2 separate regions of the Triticum aestivum genome follow, and region 1 is linked to region 2. A link is a contact called in public Hi-C data. All regions are on one chromosome and are shown on one strand. Each heading gives the region's core, a stretch centred on a gene start, on an enhancer-like site or on the middle of the called end of the contact. The rest is flanking DNA. Distances are from core to core; before and after follow the strand shown.

The links. A called contact is a pair of places that touch in the nucleus more often than the background predicts.
Region 1: a contact with region 2 is called in a Hi-C map of leaf, with 3 times the contacts expected there. The contact joins the enhancer-like site here to the promoter of LOC123149378 in region 2. A contact is called at or near these places in 5 of 5 Hi-C or Micro-C datasets (leaf, root and an unstated tissue) and 1 of 1 datasets of contacts at active chromatin or transcription factors (leaf).

What each region holds. Positions count from the first base shown.
Region 1 is chr7A:690,899,206-690,905,791 of IWGSC CS RefSeq v2.1, reverse strand. No RefSeq gene overlaps it. Among protein-coding and RNA genes, the nearest start is that of LOC123149379, 18 kb to the left of the region's middle. Within about 2 kb of position 3,906, at least 4 of the 8 cell types and tissues checked have an H3K27ac peak or open chromatin away from gene starts, as enhancers often do. A contact at or near this core is called in leaf, where this site is marked.
Region 2 is chr7A:690,842,878-690,849,590 of IWGSC CS RefSeq v2.1, reverse strand. LOC123149378 (F-box protein AFR) reads left to right here and starts at 3,561. Exons shown (of 1, transcript XM_044569022.1): 1 at 3,561-6,663. The coding sequence starts at 3,654. The coding sequence ends at 5,009.

The DNA.
Region 1 (6,586 bases), core at 2,657-5,156, 56 kb before region 2:
GGCCCCTAAAAAAATCTTGTGTCGCCTCGATCGGCACCGGTGGGGGGTGTCTTCTGACATCCGTGATCATATATGGAAAATTAAAGTTCCCCCAAATATTCTTCTCTTCCTATGGCTGATCTTCAATAACAAAAGACTTACAAGAGATAACTTAGCCAAATGGAGACATGTAGATGATATTTCTTGTGTTTTCCGTAATGATCACGAATCTATTCAACATTTGTTCTTCGGGTGTATAGTGGCTAGAGAAATTTGGCTAGCTATAGCTAAAGCTTTTGGTATTTCTGTACCTACTTCTTTTATCTCAGTGGCTTCTTTATTGGAAGAAGAAGAATTTTTCTTGTGAAGTTGTGAATATTGCATCAACTGTTACCTTGTGGAGCTTATGGCGCTTGCACAATGACTTTGTCTTTTAAGGGAGAAAATGACGAAGCTTTCGCCGTGTCTTGGATCTGGTGGGGGCAACAACAAGGCAATGGAATATTCTCTGTACAGACACACAGGGTGCTCTTCTTCGCCGGTGCTTAAGGCTTTTTGATCGTCGAAGAGGGAAATTGCTTAGGATTGTCTGGCGTTGATGATGCTTGACAGGGGGGCTTTGTGGCATTTTGCGATCTTCAATTGTTGTATCTATCTGCCATGTTATGTTATCTGCTTGACAGGGTAACTTAGAACCCTCCAGTGCTATGTGTCTGTGGCAGCTACTTTGGTTGTCCCCGAGAGCTGTTAACAGTTTGGTTGTTTCGGTTCTGCCTTGGCTTTAATAAAAGTTGAGGCTGGGGGGCAACCCCTTTCGTTTCAAAAAAGAAACAGAACCGGTGGGTGTCGGGTCGATCGGAGGAAAGATCTCTACAAAATCCTGTTGTCGCCGAGGATCTAAATTCCCATAATAACAAGTTATACAGTAGGTTTATTTTATCCCTGGCAGGATCTAATGACAGTAGCGTGATCATCACCAGAGATAGATGAGGATACAAGACGCATGCACGTTTTGAGAACATTCGTTGGCAATGGCCGATGCAAGACACGACGTGGGAATAGATTTGAGAGATCGTCGAGTATCGGCCGGAAGCAGAACATAATCCTATGGGACGTGTCCATCTGAGCTGACAAAACAATGCGTCGATATGGCGCGCAAGTGCAGACGTACAAGTCGTGGATGCAAATGTAGTCGTCAAATCATGACAGGCTCTTGAGTAGCACCACACACGATTTACTCACCATCTAAGCAGACATATCTAATTGCAATCCTACAAGTAGTAGTATTATCTTATGAGATGCTTCGCAAGATTGTTAATTGCGTGGCTACTGAACTTCGGGACGGAATAATGAACAGATAATATCCTAGCTAGCTAGTGGCAAAGCAGTTGAAGCATCACGACTGGACAAGGTCTCTTTGCCTACGAAAAATGAAAAATGAAGGTGGCAAGTAGTAGGAGGCGTGCTAGCATGGTAGCTAACCCCAGCGATCTGTCCCAACTGTATGTGTGTTACCAGCTCTGATTGCCTTGAGTTTAGTTGCAATAACTGGAATCAACTCCAATAGGACATGACAAGGTTCTTCTGTGCCCTCGTGACTGGCGAGCAGCCTGAGTGTAGCAGTCTATTCAGAATTAGGGCATCTCATAAGATTTTTTTTTTCAAAACGGAGGCAAAAGCTTTGCCTCATCTCATAAGATTGTGCCTAAGATATGTTCATGTAGCCCTTCAAGATGTAAGATGGTTCTTGTCTTAGGGCATCTCATAAGATTGTGCCTAATTCTCAACAATGTTCAGAAACAGCTTAAATGCATCCACGTACGCCAGCTTGATGGCATATCAATCATGTGAACCAAAAGGAGCCAGAGAAATTAAAGCGATCGAGAAAGGGGCCATATGAGTTTATAAATACTGCTGGTGTGTAATCGATCCAAGCACGAGACGTGAGCAAGGATTTTTGAATTATGAGGATGGTTGCTCTGATCTTTGACAATACTCGCTACATACTCGCTGAACGCGGTTGTTTGCCACAGTTTTAGGCCCTCAATGATGCGCAGCGAACTGATACTATTATCATGTCGTAGTTAGCCTGCTACCCATGATAATTTGGCATGACCGCATGAATCCGGCTGCATGAACTAAATTTAATACCCCACGTCTGAAAACGAACTGAATGTTCTTAATTTGTCATAAAAAACTTGCCGCAACTAGAAAGTACAATCTACTAGAATGCTTTCAATTGGGTCAAAAAAGTGGACGTCGATAATGCCCATACGTGTGTCATACTAGACATTCAACTACACACCGTGTGTGGCGTGGACAGAAGGCAGTCCACACGGGCTGTGTGTGAGCGAACATTAGAATTGCCCACACGTGTGGGCGCAGCTACTTCGTGCCACACACCTAAAAAATACTATCATCTTCACCCCGCGCGTGTGGCACGAAGCAAAAATGTCCACACGTCCCGCCGTAACTACGTTAGGTAACCCACAGGATGACAGTTTAGTTGCCATCCGGGATGGCAGATGTAGTTATTCGGAATGGCAAATATAATTGTAAAAGAAATAGCAACTCTATCTGTTTTGATTAACTATAGTTGCCATGTCTAATTTATGGTAGTTGCCGCGTGTAATTAAACCATAGTTGCCGTGTGTGATTAACTACTTGCCACATATGGTCAAATAGTAGTTGCCATGTGTGTTTACTTAGTTGTCGTGTGCGGTACAACCATAGTTGCCATGTATGGTTAATCACAGTTGTCATGTGTGTTTACCCTGGTTGTCACATACGCGCAACTGCAGTTGCCGTCTAGCAATGAATCACAGTTGTCATGTGTGTTTACCTAGTTCCACGTACGCGCAACTGCAATTACCATCCAACAACGTACGAGTGTTGTGTGGGCGAACTTCGCCCACACACGCGTTGACTAGGTGGTGGTCGTGTGTGCAGAAACTAGTTCGCTCACACAGCACAGCTGGCAAACCGCGTGCTGCGAGGCGTGTGGGCGAACTCTCAAACACCCACACACCAGCCCCGTCCTACGCGGCACTCAAAATCCGCCTCAATGTGTCAAGATTCGTGCAAACTTGACTGGACGGTGATCCATGCGTGGGGGCGAGTTATAAAAATGCCACACGTGTGGGCGTTAGTATTTTCGAGAAAAAACTAAAATGCTTTGAAAGATTTATTTTCATCAAGAGGTCTCACCGCTTGCTAGAAATCATAGAGTACAAAATTAGAGCGTAGAAAAGCAATTTAGAGGGTTCATACCTTTCAACCAAACGGACCTTTGAAAGAAAAAAATAGTTATATGGAGCGAAATCCTTCAAAGTTATTCTGGAAATTCTTTGTACCAAAGACAAGATGGCAATCAATCACGGCCATGAGGAGTCACTTATTACTAGCCATACAAGTGTCAAGCAGACAGCAGGACCATATCGATCAAATCAAGTATTCATCATCCACACATCGTGTCCATCCATCCACTAGCTACAAGGACAGGCAAAGCCTTTCCTTGCCCTGGCACGACACGAGGTCCAGCCTCTGGGGCACCGGATATGACCTGTGGATGGAAGTGCCAAAACGCGCACAGCCCGTCGTATATGGTAATATTCCGTTGCTTTTGCTTATATCCCCACGACCTCGGATTTGATCACACGACGGAGATAATGCGGGTGCGATTGAGCTGTCGAATTGCGGGAGCGGAGGCGGTGGTCGATGGTGCCATCGCACCAAGATTTCAGAGGGTGCTGGGTGGTGGTGGTGGTGGTGGTATCCGTATCTTTGCTACACCCCTGCGTCCACTCACGTCCCGTCGGCCTCAAGGGCGCGATTCACTCAAGCAATTCACCTAGCTAACTAGGACGGGACGCGATGTGACAGGACAGCGGACACGGCAGGGCAAGGGCAAATGTTGGAGCTCACGTACAATACCTACCGGTGCCATTGGGAAGAAGGCGATGCACCATGCACGGGTCGCCGTCGTGGGGTGTGAGAGAGAGCCTGCCGATGCCGACGGAGGGCAACGCGTGGGTGCCCTACAAAACAGCGTGGGGATCGGACCACCGCGTCGACGGCCGACGTGCGGAGAGGTGTGCACGCGACGGATGGATGGCGCATGCACGGCCCGCCGGGACCAGCCAGCCACTGCCCACAGCGACCGGCGGTACGGCCGTGATGGGGATGAGGATGGAAGAGTGCTGTTCGCGGTGTACGTACCGCTGTGCTTTGTACTTGTGCTCATCAACAATTTGTGCGGCCGGAGCAACGAGGTGCGGTGAATGTACACATGGTGGGTGTCCTTCCTTGTCGGTTGATGAGGAAGGATGGCCATCGAACGTAACTTGCGTGGCAAAGCTACCTCAGGGGCTGCTGCATTCATGCGCTCTTAGAACATATATAGCCGTACTTGATAGATCCGATCCCTAAAACAATGCGTTTGTGGACAGTAGTCGATCACGTCTTAAATTTGCTACTCTATATCCAAATCTTTTATATTTCAACCTTAGATTCAAACAAAGCATGCAAAAAAATCATATGTACTACCCTAACTAATCTTCGTCGTCAGAGATATCAACGACGTCGGTGCCGGGCGCCAGGTGAACGGGCGCGTAACAGGGCTCCGGCTCCTCCTCCTCGACCTCATCCATGTAGGCGGGCATCTCCTCTTCCTCTGCAGCGTGCTCCACCTCCATCTCATGCTGACGACAGCGTGTGGCCTTTGAATCTGACTCCGAGCGAAGGGAATCGAGGATAGTCTGCTGCCTTGCCTAGATCAGCGTCCACCACATCCTCCTACTCCTTCTCAACCCCCTCTTCCTCCTCCAACTCCTCCTCCGGGATCCACTACATCCGGAGGTAGCCCCGTGGGGATCCGGCCTTCGCTCCTTGCCCGGATCTGCTCAAGGAGCTACGCCGGCGCTCTGGTGTTAGAAATGGATAGCTCCTCACCTGGCAGGGCGGGGGCACGGCTAGTAGTGGTGGCAGACGAGGAATGGAAAGAAGTGGCGGCGACGGACGGGAAGAGGAAGTTTCGGTTCCGCCGTCGGATCAAATTGCCGGGCTAGGCAGTACGCGGCTCGCCGGAGCGATGCCATGCGGCAACAACTGTCCGACGCGAAATGAGACGAGTTTTAGACCGCCGGGTTTCGGATTGTTTTCATGTGGGACCCAGCATCAGTCCGACGTGGCAGACACGCCCGGGCGCGTTTAGGCACCTCATATTTTGACTGGATATAAGGAGTGCCGGTCAGCCCGGGTGTTTTCGGCCCATTTGAGGCGCTCGTCTAGGATAAAATTTTATGCCCGATCAGTGACCGGGCGGCTCGCTTGGGCATTCGAGACGAGTTTAAGGCGTCCAACTGTAGACGCTCTTACTTTAGTTCTTCGGACCATGTGTGTTTGAATTACAAATAAACACGACCATCACTCTTGGTGATCTTGGTCCTCCTCCCCGTTTGAGCACGCAATCTATCTCCCTCCAAGTATCTATCATGGAGGTCACGACGATCACGACGGTTATTACGCGACTGTATATGATAGCATATCCATCCACCTATATATTGCCCGTATGCATATGATCACTGGCCGCCTGTAATAATACGTCGCTGTCCGTAAGACGTCGATGCAAGACCTAGCATAGTGCCAATGGTGTTCGCCCACCATCGGCGTCGGACTCGATCCAAGACCGGCGTCATTTTCGCCACTGCTACGAACCCATCACATTCCGCGGGTTTCCTTGCCGGCTTCTCCCTTCACAGTCCGCCAATTGCGCTTGCTTTGGCAGCTACACAGTTCTAGCAAGCTGCATGTCATCATCTCTTTGACTCCCAAGTGGAGTGTAGTAGAGCGTAGAATCGATATAGCCGTCTCTGCATATTCATGGTGGCTAAATTTCGTATTTTGACCCTTTTCTGAAACCTATTTGAGATTTGGCCCTAATTTGAAATTTTTTCGAGACCTGACCCGTTTGCTACCGCCAGGGACCATGGCGGTAGGGTTGCATGCCCTACTGCCAAAAACCTCATAAGTATTGAACACAGTGTGTGCTCGTGCCTACCGCCAAAGCCCCTGGCGGTAGGCTGTTAGATCCTACCGCCATGGACTCTGGCGGTAGCAAAAGGGTCAGATCTCGAAAAAAATTTGAAACTAGGGTCAAATCCCGAACAGGTTTCAAAAAAGGGTCAAAACACAAAAAATTGCCACGTGCTCTTCTCATGTGCGTGTTGAACCATAATTTTGACCCGAAATTGTGCTCCGAGTGGCCTTTGATGGTTCATGTGTGCAGTCCTCTGTGAACACACTTGGCTCCATTTAGGAATTTACTAAGACCCTGACTGTCCCTATGCAGCGGCGACATTTTGCGCTGTTTTCCTTCTTCAGGGCGTTGTCGTGGAACTTAGGTGTTTAGGTCTTTGTGTGGTGCTGTACTCGGTTTTTCCTATACTTTCTTTAGGTAGCGTAGGCCTGGTTTGCGTGAACCGGCTATCTTGGGATCGACATTGTATGAGGGCTACCTTATCATCTTGTATCTTTCGACCATGTACTTGATTCGGTGATTGCTTTATTTATAAAATGGGGAAAAAACCTGTTTCAAGAGGACTGTCCC
Region 2 (6,713 bases), core at 2,312-4,811:
AAACATCAGTAACTGTGCGTTACTAGATGATGCTCCGCGCATCGCTCTGAGAACCTTTGGTAAGAAAATGCATAAATAGGTTGCTAAAAACATCTACAACTAATGAAAAACTAATGTAAGCTTAAAAAACAATAAAAATACAAAGGGTATAAAAAGAGAAAAAATGAATTGCATCTAAAAGAATGACATTCCAAACAAAACGTGAAAGGTGAACTCTAATGCAAAAAATAGCTTATGACTAATATGCATGAACTAATGATGTGGTAGCATTGCATGCATAGAGAAACGCAAATAAATGTAAATTATGGTTTTGCATGCATGACTTACTTACATGGCATGGTTGCATGGCTAGAAAAAAATAGATAATGCGTTGTAGCTATTTAGAAATAGAAGATTTATGTATCGAAACTACTACACCTACGGGCGAGTTATCACGGGAAGAAGGTTACGGACATACGTGCCCCCTTCCTATTAATCCTCTGCCCCACCCTGATTTTCACTGTGGGCCACCATAAGTCTAAACTAACCCCTGATATTTCTCCACATCAGCCGTACGCTTCCTGTAACCAATTCTGTCCGTAAGTGTAGCGTTGCTCTTTATGTATTGTGGTGCACCTAGTGCAAATGATAGTAGATGATGTTTTACAAAATTCGCAAACCATATCACAAAACAATTCCGTCCCATGCCTCGGCCATCTCACTCATAATTCATGTATACTGCTAGTTGGCAATACTGTATGGGTATGTAAAGATAGCATAGATGTCATTTTAGTTCCTTCACTATGGGAAAATACCTGTGTGAACCTGGTGGTAGATAAACTCTATAAACTATTTTCAGGACAAAAAATTAGCAATTCAAGAAAACGTCAAAAATCTTTGAAGCTTTTTCAAACAAACTTGACTCATTGTCCTACTCGTAAAAAATATAGAGAAAAGAAACCGCCGTCAAAAATCAGAGCATAGAAACAAATTGTCCATGACAATGTAGAGTGAAGAGTACACCTAATATAGTGCAGATTCTGACTTTGTCCTGAAAATTACCACGGAAGTCATTTCACCCCCCAAAACTGTTTACGAGTACGACAATATATCAGTTTGTTGCCAATAAATTTCATGATTTTTTGACCATTTTTTAAATTACTATTTTTTTAAAAAGGGTTTATATGGCCCCATGTTCCAAACATTCCCTTTCCTTAAGTATGCACAAAAATAGTACTCTTTTTGTATGAGTTAAAGGTTTTCACATAGTAAAAAATCAGATAAAAATATTGGACTTTTTAATATATTTTTAAAATGCATAGTGTTCAAAAAATTTCCAAAGAACAACCTGCAAACTACTTCTGAGCATCCCAACCAAACTACTCTTGTGATGCGTATTTTATTAGATATGCTATTTTACACCCCGACTGAAATTAATTCTGCTTCATTCGAATTTTGCTCCGGCCGGTCGCGTGCTCTGATAAAGCTTAAAATTTCTCGTAGATGTTGTTGTGTTCAATCCCGTCCCAGGGTTAGTGTGGTCTCATGTAGTTTCATTGTTTTGACTAAATTAGAATTGGTTATTGTTTTTTTATATTGGGTAAAATAATTCCCTTTTCAATAGTAGAATATATTTCCTGGTTATATTATGACTTCTTGTATGTTTGAGAATAGAATATGAGTTTAACATATAAGATCTTCAACAATTTCATTGTAATTTCTATTTCGATGCTTCTTCTCTTTTTTTACATGGCTCATATATGATATATTTTTACATTTTATACTTTATATAAGTTAAAGTGTCTAATAAATGCACTTTTGATTGCAAGTGAATGGTAAGATCCGGGTTTTGCTTCTAGTATTGATTTTGCCTAGTTCCGGAATTATTATTTATGTTTTCTAATAGTTTATTTCTATGTGACCGTTTACAATGACGATTCATCCCTGTTTTCTCTAAATTACTTTTGTTTGATACAAATTTTTACAATTTGAATGTACATGAGTTACATTGTTTATTGCCTGTATTTTTAGCCACTAGCGGTGGAATTGTTTGGCATAATTTCCTCGACTTCTTTCATTTACAGGAACAAACTAGGACTTTTTTCTTTTGATGTCATTTACTTTGTAATGCAGATGGCTTACAAGTGTTCACATTCAATTGGTTACAAAATTTAAACGAAGTTGAATTCATTTTGAGTTGAATGTGAATTGTGAAATATACGGTCCCCTTATGTATGGCATAACATACAATGCACATGTGCATTTGCAAGTTTTTGTAGGAGATTCTATGTTAAGCCACAACGACAATAAAAACATACATCTCTCGAGTTTCAACATCTGGTCTCAAAGAGTTGCTTTGATACCCCCCTTCCCCAAAAGAAAATTTAAAAAAATGTATTTTTGTATTTTACTTGATCTAATCCCAAGTCAAAATTATATTGCTAGTTAGATCCTAATCCGCATCTAGCTCGTCATCTCACCGCAGCCTCATTGAGGGAAAAATTCCAGTTCTCTTGCGTACAAAAGAGTTGCTTTTCACAGACTCTACTGGCAAGCACAAAAGGGAAGCGCCCGTCGACGATCTGCAACATTTTAAGCTTGTTCAAACGGGTCATGTACTAGGGCTGGTCGAGATGCAGTGTAATTCATCAGGAATATCGTGGAGTAAATATCTATGGCCACCAATCTTAACTTTCACTTCAATCTCATTCAATGTATGCTTGCAAGATAGGCTTTTACATTGAAGTGAAATTGACTAAACCACTCTTTTAATTGAAGTGGTAAGTTGTAATCTTTTATTGGCACCATAAGTCGTAAAAACTTTCTTAGAGGGGGTGTACCCAAGCATGGCTAGGGTTTGCTAGCATATATGACACATACCCATTTTCATCAATCCATATGTTACACTTGACACACTCCCACCATATCACAAAATAATTTACATTCTTGTAGTTTTGATGTTGATTAAGATGCAACTTGGATACTCGCTCATTTTTATATACAAGGCGACTTCATTCTTTCTGTGTGTAAATATGATCGTTAATTTTACCCAAAAATGTGAGCTATATGTCATTCAAAGAAATTTTGTTTGATATATTTTTAATGACACGTAACCCATGTTCTGTTAAACCAAATTATATGTCGCAATTTCACAGGAAAAACAAAGTGGCCTCGTATGCAGAAACGAAAGGTCAATTGGATAAGCATCATTGATCCCACAATTTCACAAGAAAAACAAAGTGACATTGTATGCAAAAACGAAAGGTCAATTGGATAAGCATCATCGTTCCCACAATTTCACAAGAAAAACAAAGTGGCCATGTAAGCAGAAACGAAAAGCCAATTGGATAAGCATCATCTATCCCCTAATTTCACTGGGAAAACAAAGTGGCCTTGTATGCAGAACGAAAGGCCAATGGACAAACATCTTCGATCCCGTAATTTCACGAGAAAAATAAAGAGGCCTTGTAAGCATAAAGAAAGGTCAATTGGATAAGCGTCCTCAAGAAGGCTGTATGTGCGGTTTTTGGTGCTCCTCCGCCCAGAGCTGTGTGCATAGCACTCCAGAGTCCAGATCTGAGCGCTGAAAAAAGGATCCGACGGCCAGAACGCTCCGTATCGCATCGCCAGATCCGAAGCTCTGACAGGCAGCGCCACAGGCCCGCCCGAGCGCAATGGCAAAAAAGTCAGCCAGCGCCAGTGCGCCCACCCGCTTCCTACTCGCACACCTCTATAAATTGCGCACCGCTCCCCTCCCTCCCCCACAATCCTCCATTCCGACCAGAGCAAAGCTCAGAGCAACGCTACCCCGCCCCGCCCAGCAGAGTTCCATCCCAAAACCGCGGCAAGAACGCCGTCCGGCAGCAGGTGCGATGAGCTTCTCGTCGGCGTGCAAGCAGCAGGTGCTGGGCGCGGGCGGCGAGGAGGCGAGGGAGGAGGAGGGGGCGATGGAGCTCATCCCCGGCCTGCCGGAGGAGGTGGCCGAGAAGTGCCTCCTCCACCTCCCCTTCCTCTACCACCGCCTGTTCCGCACCGTCTCCTCCAACTGGAACAGGTTCCTCACCGACGCGCCGGGGGCCGCCGCCAAGACCAAGGGCTCGGCCCCGCCGGCGGCGACGGTCTCGCTCTCGCTGCCGTTCCTCTTCGCCTTCGCCTTCGACCCCGTCTCGCGCCGCCTCCAGTGCCAGGCGCTCGACCCCTTCTCCCGCCGCTGGCTGCTGCTGCCCCCGGTCCCCTGCGGCGCCGCGGCCGGCTCGTTCGCCGTCGTGGGCCTCCCCGCGCGCGGCGAGATCTACGTGATCGGCGGCGTGGAGGAGGGCGGCGACAAGGCCGTGAGCAGCGTGGCCGTCTACAGCGCGGCGACCAACGGGTGGGGGCAGGTGGCCGGCATGAGGACGGCGAGGGGCTACATGGCGGCCGGCGAGGTGGGCGGGCGCGTGGTGGTGGCCGGCGAGGACGGAGAGGCGGAGGTGTTCGACCCAGAGGCCGGTCGCTGGTCGCCCGCGGCTCCCCGTGGCGGCGCGGCCGTGGCGAGGTACGACGCGGCGGCGGCGGGCGGCAAGCTGTACGTGACGGAGGGGTGGGCGTGGCCGTTCGAGCGCGCGCCGCGGGGCGCGGTGTACGACGCGGCGGCGGACGCGTGGTCCGACATGGCGCGCGGGATGCGGGAGGGGTGGACGGGCTCCTGCGCCGTGTCGGGCGGCCGGATGTACATCGTGGCCGAGTACGGCGAGTGGCGGCTGAAGCGGTACGACGAGCCGCGGGACGAGTGGCGGATGGTGGCCGGCGGCGGGGTGCCGCAGGAGGTGCGGCGGCCGCACGTCGTGGCGGGCCAGCTGGAGGAGGTCGGCGGCGGCCGGCGCAGGATCTACGTGGTCGGCGCGGGCCTCGACGTCGCCGTCGGCACCGTCGTGTCCGCCGCCAACCACGGCGCCGGCACGGAGGAGGAGCGGGTGGAGTGGGAGGTCGTCAAGGGCCCCGAGGAGTTCGTCGGGCTGGCGCCGTGCAACGCGCAGGTCCTCTACGCCTGAGCCGCCAACCAAGCTCGTCGGCGCCAGGCACCGGCGGGGGGAAGGGAAAGGAGACCCGACCCTGGGCCCGCACGTCAGCCACCAGCGCCTCCGTCATCGCCGAGCCAGTAGCTCACTGCTGACGCCGCAGCGGTCGGGCAGCTACTGTTACTAGTACTCTACTAGCCAGCCGAGCGCACGGGCGGGCGGCGAGGCCTGCCATGCGGGGCCCGCGCGTCAGCCACCGGTGCGAGAGCCTGCTGAGCAGAGCAGGGGAGGAAGCTTGCGTGCGTGCGTGCGTGCGTGCGTGTAAAGGGCAAAATGATTACACCTGCAGCAATGGCTCGTAGCAGTCCACCAGGCTTTATTTCCCGCTTTATCAGAGCATTTTTCCCCTTGCGTTGCGTTTCGTACTTGGAGCGACGGCGTGGAGTGAGCTCGACGTCAACGGCATAGTATGTCCTCTCGCTCTCGACCCAACACCACGGGGTGGGACGGATTGGTATCTCCTCTTTTCCTCCTGGCCCGATCGACGCGAGTGGCTTCTTTTTCCTTCCAATTCTAATGGGGGGAGTGGGCGCTAATCATGGCGCGACGGCGACGTCTGTGGCCCGGACCGCGCCTAGTGGGAGGGCGCGGGATGGGGGACGCATAATGGCGGCGTCGCGTGCGTGGTGGTGGTAGCCCGCTAGGGTCCGTCCTAGCTCCTAGGGTCCTAGCCCGGTGGTACTACTGCACAAATGGACTTTGATTCCACTCCTCTTGTAAAAGTTTTAGGCCTTTTTGGTTCATAGGATAAAAAAATTATAGGAAGTGAGATAACATGCATATAGAAAAAGAGATGTCATTTGATGCATAGAGTAGAAATTTTTTCATTGAGTCTTAACTAATGTTTTTTCCCTCTAAAATGTGAAGGATTGCTTCATATCCTACATAGGAATAGGAATCCATTCCTACAAACCAAATGACTTTAATTTTTTTCCCTTTGCAAATCCTATCCTATAAAATTCCTACAAACTAAAGGAGGCCTTAGAGCGTTTTATTTCCTACACTAATTTTCCGCGCGGACCTTGTTTGGAGCGCTGGATTGGAGTCGATATGGTGTCTTTATTCATGCTTCGTCTTCTTCGAGCCAATCTTCCGGACTTCGATCCTCCTTGAGTCCATTCATCAAGATGCAGACGACAACACTTCAGCGTACATTTCTATCATCTCTTAGAAACAATGCATAATAGGGCTATTCATCGTGCGTGTGCGACGGCGAGAATATGATGCCAGTTGCTTCGGGTCGATTCAAGGGTCCAATGACGACGATGGCGATTCTGGCGCGCTAGTCCTTACGCGCACGAAAACTTCCCATTTGTCGTCAATTAAGTCAACTCGGCTTCCGTGGGCAAGAGGCGATAGCAGCGCCTCGGCGGCTTCCTCTGGCGGCGGCAGTGGCCATTCAGTGCTGCAGATTCCTCAATGTAACTTGCAACATTATGTTTAGAATGCTTTTTTTTTTACTTTTTATGACCATTTGTAATAATAATAATAATAGTAGTAGTAGTAATAATAGTAATAATAGTAATAATAATAATAGTAATAATAATAATATCTAAGCATTAGTTTTTTCACACATTTTTTGAGGTGTTGCAGAAAATGGGCATGTAATAATAATATATTTGATGCACTTGCTCCATCTTGAGCATAAGGTTTCTGATACATTTTTCCTGAAATTTT